2 separate regions of the Oryctolagus cuniculus genome follow, and region 1 is linked to region 2. The links are chromatin contacts, called in public Micro-C maps. All regions are on one chromosome and are shown on one strand. The core of a region is the stretch at or near the end of the contact, and the rest is flanking DNA. Distances in the headings are between cores, read along the strand shown.

What was found. Hi-C and Micro-C count contacts between places; a contact is called where the count stands out from the background.
Region 1: a contact with region 2 is called in a Micro-C map of ear pinna, with 2.1 times the contacts expected there. The contact joins the promoter of CHD4 here to the promoter of PTMS in region 2. A contact is called at or near these places in 2 of 6 Hi-C or Micro-C datasets (ear pinna and an unstated tissue).

What each region holds. Positions count from the first base shown.
Region 1 is chr9:102,900,034-102,905,160 of mOryCun1.1, reverse strand. CHD4 (chromodomain helicase DNA binding protein 4) reads right to left here and starts at 3,432. Exons shown (of 40, transcript XM_070049315.1): 1 at 3,147-3,432; 2 at 2,122-2,302. The coding sequence starts at 2,221.
Region 2 is chr9:102,758,072-102,763,639 of mOryCun1.1, reverse strand. PTMS (parathymosin) reads left to right here and starts at 2,537. Exons shown (of 6, transcript XM_051849948.2): 1 at 2,537-2,555; 2 at 2,978-3,408. The coding sequence starts at 2,537. MLF2 (myeloid leukemia factor 2) reads right to left here and starts at 4,357. Exons shown (of 9, transcript XM_017343412.3): 1 at 3,811-4,357.

The sequences.
Region 1 (5,127 bases), core at 2,183-4,682, 140 kb before region 2:
TCACACCTATGTCCTAGGCAAGGAAACCCAAGGACACCAACACACACATGAAGGGTCAAACTCTGGGAGGGACTGGACCACTCCTCCAACCATCATCAGGTTTTCCGTCACCAGGGACAGAGCTGAAGTCTGCAAGCGCTCGGCTTCCTCCTTGACCCCATCCAAAGTCCCAGCAGGAACACCGGAGCCATGTCCAAAGCCCCCAAATTTTAAGAAGGTAGACAGTGATAGGAAACAATGTTTCCTTCAATACCACAAGGAGCTTAGCTCCTGACCCTCCCCCTTCTCCCCCCTAAATGCTTCTGGCTCCGCCCTTCTGGAGTTAACCATATACTAGGGAACATAAGACATTAGGCTGGACAAAGCCCCATCAGCCTCCCCCTCTGACTCAGCCCAGGATCAGGCCAGGTACAAAAAAGCCCCTCACATTCCCATGGGAATAGGACACCAGCCCCAATCATTTTCTTAAGGGCTTCTCTCCAGTAATCCCCAGGTCATCACTCCATCACCACCCACATCTCAGAGACAAGGACAAAGCCACGGAGGCAAGGGGGACATCCTCCCATCCACAGACGACTCCCAGACCTCTCAGACACCACGCTGAAATGGCGAGCGGCAACCCGGCTGAGATACAGAGATTTGGGAAAGGGGCAGGAATGGGGTGTGGCAAGTGGAAAAACTGGGTCATGCTGCAGCTTGGGGCAGAGTTCACCCTGGAAGCCTGCACAACTGCTAGCAATTTGGGGGACAGTCCCAGACCAAGGGCCCAATGGGAGGCCAAGATGCAGAACCAACCGTGGCCAGACAGCACCACTACTCCTCCCAGCACAGAAAAGATAGGCTCTCCTCACCTCGCTGCCACCCACCCCCAGCGCCCAGCCCCCACCCTGGGCAAAGGCAAACCCCGCTCTGCACAGCAATGAACCTCAAGCCTAAGTTTCTGACCCAATACCGGGAAACCCAGTAACAAGACTGACCCCTCTCCTAAATGACCTGCTCGATGTGAAGAATTCCAACTCAGAAAATGCCAGATACGAAAGCATCTCTCCCGGACCACCTCAACTTCCAGCTGCAGCTGAGAGAGAAGGCAGAAGTGGAAAACGATTGATGGGAAATAAAACAGGACCAGTGGGCTCCACAGTCAGAAAAGTAGAAGCAGAGAGGATGAAACATGGCCCTCAAGGGAAAAAAGAGGTCAAGAAAACAAGCAGGTGCATTAGATAGGGGCTCTGAGAGGACGAGGGAGACAGCGCCGAGGTCCATGACATCAGCCCTCATCTGAGGGCAGAGAAGGGCTATTCCAATTGGGCAGGCTGGTTATAACCATACGGGTTTGGCCAGTTCACGGAGCCACCCCAAAACACAGATAGCGCAACCCCTAACACACCCACACAAACATTAGACACTGCCAGCACAAACCCCAGGCTACATCACAGGCAAAAAGCAGCCTCTAGGGAAAAAAGCCAGCCTCATGGCCACTGGGCAGAGAAGAGAGGGGCCCTAACTCCTCCTGCCCCCTCATGGGAGGCTCCTCAGGCTACTAAATCCCCCCCCAAGGCCCCATCACAGCCCCACTCAAAACATTCCAGCAATTTGCCAGAAGCACTGTAGATCCTGCTAGGGAGCGAGATTCAAACTTCACACAGTTGAAACAGCACAGAAAACCGGTAACTGATCAGAAGCTAAAAATAATCAGATAGCAAGCAACCAACACTCCCTCTGTCTTTCCCACAGCAGTGACCACAGGCTCCTCCGACTGCACCCTCCAACGCCTCCACTACCCCCAAAGAGCCCCCCCCCCCCGCAGGGTCCCAGCGACCTGCGGTGCTCCCCAGACCCACGCAAGGGAACGCCTGCCAGTCGGGAGAGCTCCCTCAGCCGGGAACTGCACGGCATTCCTCCAGACAAGCGGGTGCAGCAAGCTCGCATCTGGGCCCGTGGTGCCCGGGAGGCGCATGGCTGCCACCCCCCTCACACAAGAGCTCCTCAAAGGGAACCACTCCCTTCGGATGCCCTTCCACCTCGGGCTCTGCACAGCCAGCCACAACGCCCTGCCTTCGCAGTCACTAGGGAGGGCACAAAGGCCTCCTTCCTGCCCCCGGGCCCCTGGGAAGGTGTTACCTGGGTGGGGTGGGGGCAGGCTGTTGTTCAAAAGTGCATCCATATCCTCCTCCTCACTGCCCGCTGAGCAGGGGGACGGTGAGCCCAGGCCCGACGCCATCCCCTTCCGCTGCTCCCGGCCAGGGAATCGGCCCAGCTGCTCCTGCCTGCGGCCTGGGGCCCTCTACACTGGCCCGAGTCACTGTGCGGGGGAGGGGGGAGAAAGAGAACAGTCAGTGACGCGCACCGGCCCCCTCCCCCACCCCCACCCGTTCTTTCCGCCACCCCCCCAACCCCAGCCACCCCGGCAGGGCACCCGAACCACTCAGGCTGAACTTAGTTCCACACTCCTCGGGGGCAGCCCGGAAGCCGGCGCCCCAACAAGCGCCCCCGCGAAGAGAGGCAGCGACGCCCCCGAGGACAGACTGGTGCAGGCGTGGGGAGGGGAGCAGCCGGCCCGGCCCAAGCAGGGTGTGACGGGGGAGGGGGTCCGAGTGACCGCGGCGCGGGCTGGGGGGGCGGCGAGGCGGCCGGCGGCGAGGCGCTCGGGGACACAAGGTCACTTGGGGGTGGGGGGGCGCCTCCCTGCGCCCTGGGAGGGGCCAGTTCCCAGACAGGGCAGCTCTCCAAGGGCTGTCCTCTGGGACAACTCAGGTTCTGCTCCGGAGCCGCGGGGACCAGGGGGGCGTGGAGGCTCGGGTGCGCCGGGGGGTGGGGGGGTCCGGAGGCAGGGACGTGGGGGGCAGGAGAGCGCCCACCCGGAAGGGGGCCGGGCCACGTGTCCCGGGGGGCAAGTGAGCAAAGGGCGAGGGGGCGGGCGCCGGGCATTGTGGGAGACCCAGCCCGAGCCGGGGGTCGCGGGGAGCGGGGCGGGGGTGGGGGGAAGCCAGGCACCCTGCAGGGAAGGGAAGGGAAGAGTCGGCCCCTCAGGGCAGGGGGCGGTCCGCGGGTCTGAGGAGCCCGAGGAAGGAGCGGCTGAGGGGATGGCTCTCGGGGTTTGTCGGGCTGAGGGGAGCGTCCCTGCGGAAAACCGGCACTCTCCTCACCCTCGAGCCGCCGCAGGTCGTGCTGGGTCCGGCCGGTTGTCACTCCCGCTCCGGCTCCTCCTCGCCGCGGCCGAAGGGGGGAAAATGGCTCCGGCTCCGGCGTCGCCTCTTAAAGGGCCCGAAACACCGGCCGGGAAATCCCACCGCACAGGCCCCGCCCCCCCACGGACAGCCCATAATAACCTCAACCAACTCCAACCCCCCCTCCACTACCGCCACCCTCCTCCCTAGGTCTCCCGGGCAACCCCCGCCCCCTCGTCGCTCAGGCAACCATTGGCCACGCCCCCTCAGAGCGCGCGAGCGCGCGCGCGTCACCCGGGCAACCGCCCACCTCCTGGCCATCCCATAATACACACGGACACCCCACATACACTCACACACACCGATTTCCCCCCCACACTCCTTATACATATATGCGGTGGGGGGGCGGCTGACATAATACTACCGGCCTTTTGCAACTAACCCTCTCCTCTCTCTGACATCCCATAATAACCATCCTTTGCCAACTTCTTCACTCTTGGCTCTAATGCTAACATCCCATAATAATTCATCACCTCTCCCTCCCCAGGGCCATCCCATAATAAGCACCCCTCCCAGTACTTCAGCCTCATATCCCATAATACTCATCCCCACCCCCCCACAGACATCCCATAATAACCACCCTTCATCCACCCCCAGCTTGATATCCCATAATAATCAGAAACTCACCCCCCACACACACATACTACAACGGACACTCGGCCTCCTCCCACACACATCCCATAATAATCAGTCTCCCACTTTCTATACTGACATCCCATAATAACCAACCCCCTAGAGCTGCCCTCAGTCCCAGAAGGCTAGGGTCTAGAATGCTTACAACTCCACGCCCAGCCTTCATGCTCTCCTTCTAGCTCCACTCCCCCCCTGTCAAAAAGATATCCCATAATGATCAGCAGCCCCACTGTCACCCCCCCAGATGAACATCTAACCTTTCCTAACACTGCAAAAACATCCCATAATAATTTTACTCCCCCACCCACACCCTGACATCCCATAATTTCAAGGAACCTGTGGTCAAGCAGACATACCATAATACTCCCAGCACAACCCAGTGTCACATCCCATAATGCTCCATCTCCACTCAGCCAGGCATCCCATAATACTCCTGTGCCTACCTCCCCCACCTGCAGAAGCTGTCAGTCTGTTCTAACACCCAGAGCTGGGAGAGACAGGCTACCCACACTGCCCTGTACCCGCCCCCACTTGCACACACCTTATTCCCTTCCTCGGCCAGAGCAGTATCCTGGCATAAACAGTTTCTTGATGTCTAGATGTCTAAGACCCTATTTTCCCTCATCCGGTCATTTCCAGACACTCAGCAGCTGAGCACCACCAACCTAGGGCTCCACCCCAGTCTCACCAAAATCCAAGTATTTTCCAGATGTTTACTTCCAGCTCATAGTTTTGAGTAAGACTAACCAGATACCATGCTGATCAGATGAAACATTTACATAAAGTTTAATTTGCCCCAGAACACCCCAGTAATCACAAATTGCCATCCAAAGACTACTTCTCAACATTCCAGCCGTCCTGTCTCCACCCCTCTCAGGTCCGGGATCTTTGACCAACACTCTCAGTCCACTCCTATGGGTGGAATACCATCACGTTGTGACCTGAGGGTCCTGCCATATTAACACACCAAGACCCCAGTGAGACCCGTTCTCCCTCCTCTCCCCACTATTCACATCCTTTCAACATTTATTGACAGAGTACCTAGCAAGGCACAGAGCTGGCACCATTAAGAACCCAAAGAAACACAAACTGTGATACAAGTTAGAATGCCCTTGTGTCAAGAGAGAACTACCAACTGCCATTTCCCAATTTCCTGTTCGGAGGATAAAACAAATCCCAACTGGTCTCAGCATAGATCATGTATCAGCAAAGTTCTTGGAGGTCCTTCTAGAAAAGGCTAGAAAGTATTCCAAAAGGACTTACAGAT
Region 2 (5,568 bases), core at 1,288-3,787:
GTTTATGCCTTACTGGGATCGCCACAAACAGGTCAAAGTTGGGTGGCTCAGGTCCCTAGCAATCCCATCTCCACTGACCTGAGTTTTGAAAAGATTGAAGCGGGGAGTGGGGAGGGGGAATAGAAAACAAATCACTAGGAGTGGAATGGAGCTACAAAGTATAATGAAGAGGGAAGATGGCCCCACACTCAGGGCTCTTTCTCAGCACCTAGTCTATCAAACAACAAAACAAAACAAAACAAAAAAAAAAAAACAAAAAAAAAAAAACAAAAAACAGGCACGCTGAAAAAAGTGTAGGAAGCTGGAGGGAGTGAAGGACTCCCCAGGAAGGGCTGCAGGTACCACCGCAGTGAGGTTCCTTTCTAGGCTGTCGGGCCAGAAGTCAGAGCTCCCAGGGACTCAGGCCGCCCTTCTCGCCTGCTCGCCTCTTTCCCACCTCCAGAAGACGTGTAAGCAGCACAGGCGACTAGAGGGAGAATTTCTCAATTGGACTGTGGAGTAACTGAATTCTAGGAACAGGCAAGCCTCCACAAAGCCTCAGAAACAGTTCTACGGAAAGCACAGGCATTTGGCACCATTGGCCGGGGACACTAACCCCGGCGGCTGCGGGGGTGGGGGGAGGGGGCAGCTAGCTTAGCATCGCACTAGCTCCAAAGTCATGCTAAGTCTCACTTCCAGCTGCTTTCTCACGAAGAAGCCAAGACTTCCAGGCCCCGGTCTGTTGTCCAACCAGGTAGGTTGGACCACAGCCCAGCCCCTTAGCTTGTGCGGGACAAGGATCCGATCCAGGCCTCTATCTTCCCAGGTCTTTTCCCAGGGGTCCCTGTGGACCCTGGTGTCCCGGCTCTGATTCCCAGTGCGCTCTCCCTTGGGCCTCGGGACAGGATTCTCATTCTCTGCCTCTCCATCTCCCTGGAATTTTCCACTGCAGCTGCCTCTGCTCCCAGACACCCCTCCCCGGGAAAAATTCCCGGCTCCCTCCGCCTCCCCTTCCCTAATCACACCTCATTCCCACCCCCAGCCCAGAGGCCCAGCCCACAGCCCGGCCCACCCCACACTAACCCCAGTGGTCCCAGTGAGAGAAATGAGAGGCCTGGCCCCTTATAGAAAGGGAGAAGGAGGGTCCCCGTCTCTCTTAGGGGCGGGGAGAAAGGACAGTGGAGGGGCTGGTCCCCTGTGGGGCTGGAGTGGGGGGAGTGGCCCTCCTCACATCCCCATATAAGGCAGGGCAAGCAGCTAGGCTCCTGGATTGGCTGATTCAAATGAGCATTCCACCTGGCAACAGGGTTTCTATTGGCTCTCAGGAAAAATAGGAGGAAGGTGGATGGAGGTTGTTAGTGGCGGTGATTGGAGGGGGGAGGGGAGTGGAGGTGACCGGAGTAGGGGGCGGTTACCAGGGCAACAGGGTAAGAGCCCAGCAGGGTGTCCGAGACAGAGGGAGGGGCTGGGAGGTGGGGGAAGAGGAGCGAGGAACAGGAGGGCGGGAGGGAGAGGGTGCGCGACTGGGAGATGGGGGGGGTAGCCAAGGAGGGGGGAGAGGGAGATAAATGAAGCCCGAGAGTACAGAGATAGAGATGGGGAGAGATCACTAAAGACATCAGCCAGTGACTCAGAGAGACAGATTGAGAGAGGGAATGGAAAAAGCTCAGAGGAAAGATGGACCGAGTCCCGCAAGGAAGAACTGGGTGGGGCCCCCAGATCTCTGAAGAGACGGAGACTGAGAAGCCGGGAGAAGACTCGGAGAAACTGAGCGGTGTGGACACCAAGGACCAGACGGCGGTGTATTTGAGCATGCAAATGTCAAATGACGATGACTGATCGGCCAGCGTGTTTTTTTTTTTTTAAGAAAATGAACTGGACTAAAATTTAGATGAATATTGATGACAAACATGGGAGTGTACACACACCAGACACACCTCTTGCCAAACCCCAGCCTTCCACCCACCCACCTTCCTGACCCCAGCCCCCACCCCTGAGATCCCAAGAAACTGAGATTGAGGGCAAGGCGCCGGGGAAGTGTGGGGTTCCAGCAGGACAAGGCTGGAGCTCGGGACCTGGCCTCCGCAGGATATTTGCAAAGGAGGCATCTGAATTAAGGACAGGCCGGGGAAGATGGCAGCAAAGCACAGAGAGGCAACTGTGGGAAAACGAGGGCAGGAAGAGTTGAGGGAAATCGGCAAAGGACAGAGAGCAGGTGGCGACTGAGTGAGGGCCGGAACGCACAGGGGCGCGGGTGGAAGAGGGTGGGCGAGCCGCGGAGAGGAGGTGAGGTCGGAAGGGCAGATGTGCCAGGCAAACGGCTGCGAGGGCAGTCAGGTAAGTCTAGGAGGGCTGCAGAGAAAACAGAGGGGCCCGGCGCACAAGTAGGTGAGCTCGGGGACAGGTGGAGGGTCTGCCTCCCTGCAGGTCACGGGAAAGCAAGAGTCAAGGGGGAACCGAGCGGGGGTCCCGCGTGTCGGTCTCGGCAGCGGAGAGCCCGGCGGTGCCCTTGCTGCTCTGCCACCCCCTCCCCAGGCCCCCGAGCCTGTAGAGGGAGATGACCGCCGACAGCCAACGTAGTGTGCAAGCAGCCCCGCAGCCCTCGGCCTCTCGTCGGCTTTGGCTTTCTCAAATACCTGCGCTGCCTCGCCATCTGCTACCCCACCCCGCCCCACGGGATCACAATGTCAGGGCTTTTTCGGGGTTAGTAGGATCCTGGCCACCTCTCGAGTCCGCCCCCAGAAGACAGACTCGGCCTTCGCGCAGGCAGTAGGTTGGGATTTGGGAGAGGTGCCTCCCCGCAGGAACCCCACCCCTTCCCACCTCCTCGCCCCACTCCTCCCTCCGCGGCCGTCAGTCTCTCCATTCCCCCCTCCCGGGCTCGGCCCTGCCTCCCGCCCCTCGCTCTCCCTCCCCTCGCTTTCATCCTCCTATCCCCACCTCTCCAACCTCCTCTTTCATCCTCCTCCCCGCTCCCGCCTGCCCCACCCCTGGGAAGCCCCTCCCGTCGGGCAGCGCCGCCTTATAAGCGGGTTCCCTTCCCGGGGGCGGCAGCGGCTGGTCGGCGGCAGCTCTGCTGGTGCGGGGGCGGCAAGCGCAGGACCGAGCGACCGCGGCCAGAGCGCGCCGGCCACCGCCCGCACCGCCCTTCCGCCCGCCCTCCGGACGGCCGCAGCCCTGCGGGTCTCCGCTCCAGACCCACCTCCGCCCCACCCCGCGCGCCTCTGCCGCCTCTTCCAGAGACCCAGCTTGCAGAGCGGCCGCCTCTGCCGCTGCCGCCGCCGCCACCGCACCAGGTTCCGGCCGCGGCCACCCTCCGCCGTCCAGGGCCCCTCCGTCTCGGCCCCGGGACCCCGGCTTCCCGCCAGCCCCGGCCCCGGCACCATGTCGGAGAAGAGCGTGGAGGCAGCGGCCGAGTTGAGCGCCAAGGTACGGGCGGGAGCGGCTGCGGTCGGGACCCCGCGCGCCCCCCGCGGATGTGCGCCGGCCCCCGCCCCGCGCCGCCCCCGACGGCCCCGCACGGCCCTCGCGCCCGGGTCCCGGCGGACCCCAGGGCGCCCTCCCCCCAGCTCCTGGCCTGGCGCTGCCTACCCCGCTGTACGCGCCCGCGCCCTCTAGCGGCCCGCGCGCCACGCCGCGCCCCCGGCCTCGCCAACAGCCTGCCCGCGCCCGGCGCTCGGAGCCCGCCGCCGTCCCCACCCCGCCCCGGCCCACTCGCGGCCGCCTGGTCTACCCCTGCGGTTTCCCGTCGCAGCGCTCCGGGGCTTACTTTGCGGAGCCCCCTCCCCTCGACCTTTCCCCGTTTCTGCTTCCAGTCTGACCTCCCCTTACCTGTGCCGGACGGTTGGGGAATCCGAAGTGTACGCGGGACGCTCCCGGGAGGCGGCCGCCCTCGGCCCCTCCCCTCGAGGCCCGGCCGCCGCTGGCTTCCCTCCCCGGACGGCTGCCGCCTCTGTGTTCTTCCCTCCTTTCCGCCCTCTGCTCCACTGGCGTTCAGCTTTCTCTTCCTCGGCGCCCCCCTCCTCTATTAAATAATTTTGAATCCCTAAAAACCTGCAGGAGGGCGGGAATCGCCTTCGCGAAGGCCGAGGCTCGGCATTGCGTGGCTTTGCCTGCAGCTGCCCTCGCTCCCATCCGTTTCCTGGCCTCGTCCCTGTGCCCTTGCGTCTCTTCCAGCCTCCCTCTAATTTCCCTAAGGAACCTGCCTCGTGTCGCTTGGGGAAATTAATGCGGCCAGGGTTTGGGGGCTGGGAGCCCGCTCTCGCCGGGGAGGGGGTGCCGGGGCCTGCCAGGGAAAAGCGGGGAGCCTGCAGGACGCACAAGGCGTTGGGAGGTGGGCCGTGTGTGAGATCCCACGAGGTGTGCCAGTGTGGCCCTCGGTGGCATGTGGCATGTGACTTCGCCGTGTAGGTGTCTTTGTGTGTCTGAGATCCGGCGGCTGTGTGGGGCTTCCTGTGCCAGGTACATGTGTGCGGGTGGAGAACGAGCTGTTTTGGAGCCATGTCGCCGCTTTGTGGGTGCGAGTGGCAGTGGCTCAGCCAGGCTCCCGTGCCCATCGCAGGAGTGGGTGCGGAATGCCCCTACGCGGGCCATGTGGCCACCCATGGCGGAGCACTCCTCTCTGGCTGTGTTGGCTGGCATCGGCGTGTGTCCCTGCATGGAGGCCAGGGAGCCGCTTAGCACAGACCTAGGGCCCAGGTCACAGGCCCTCCTGGAAGAGGGATCATGGAAGGACAGTGGCCAGAGGACAGGACAGGGGAGGGGGGCCCCGCCCCTCGGACTTTGCTCTCTGGTGTTCTGCCTCCTTCCATCAGCCCAGGGCCCTCAGGGCAAAGCTGACCAGCCCCTGGTTCTCCTGGCCCAGACTGTAGGGGAGAGCTTGGTAGAAATGCCATCCCGACCTTGTGGCAAAGAAATGGAGACAGCAAAGCAGCTGGAGGGGGAAGGGGGTTGGAGACCCTCCCCTCCTGCACCAGGCCCCTCTCCTATTCCCCGTCCTGTTCCAGATGGGTCATGGCCTCCCGGGTGATCTGCCCACCCAGGAAACTTCAGCCACATGGAGTCGGTGAGCATCACCAGATCAGATCACACAAGGACACCTACAGTGTCACCCAGTGCCTGCCAGAGGCGGGCTGGGGACAGGACTGGAATCTGAATTTGAAGTCTGGGGTGGAGTCCAGAGGGGACTCTCCTGTGGCCAGCTCCTGCTGGCCTATCAGGCTGGGACATCGCGGCTCTGCCCGCCAGGAGCCAGGGTGCAGGAGGCCCGGAGCTGTGTGCTGGGAAGCTGCCTAGACAGGCGCCACCTGCATCTGCGTGCATCTCCCACCTCCTGCCCAGGCCTTGTTGCCCGCTGCTCCCTTCCACACTCTTCCATCCGACTTTACTCCTCTTCCCCCACAGCAGTGCACGTGCCAGGGGAAGAGGACCGTCTGGGGTGGGGGTGGGAGGAAGTGAGAGGGGGGTGCTGGGAACGCGCTCGGGTGCTCTCGCTGTTCCTGTGGTGTTTGGCCAAGCGTGAGGCTCGGGGAGAAACAAAGGCATTATTAGAAGCTGGGAGGGATGCCCAGGAGACAGAGCTCAGGAAAA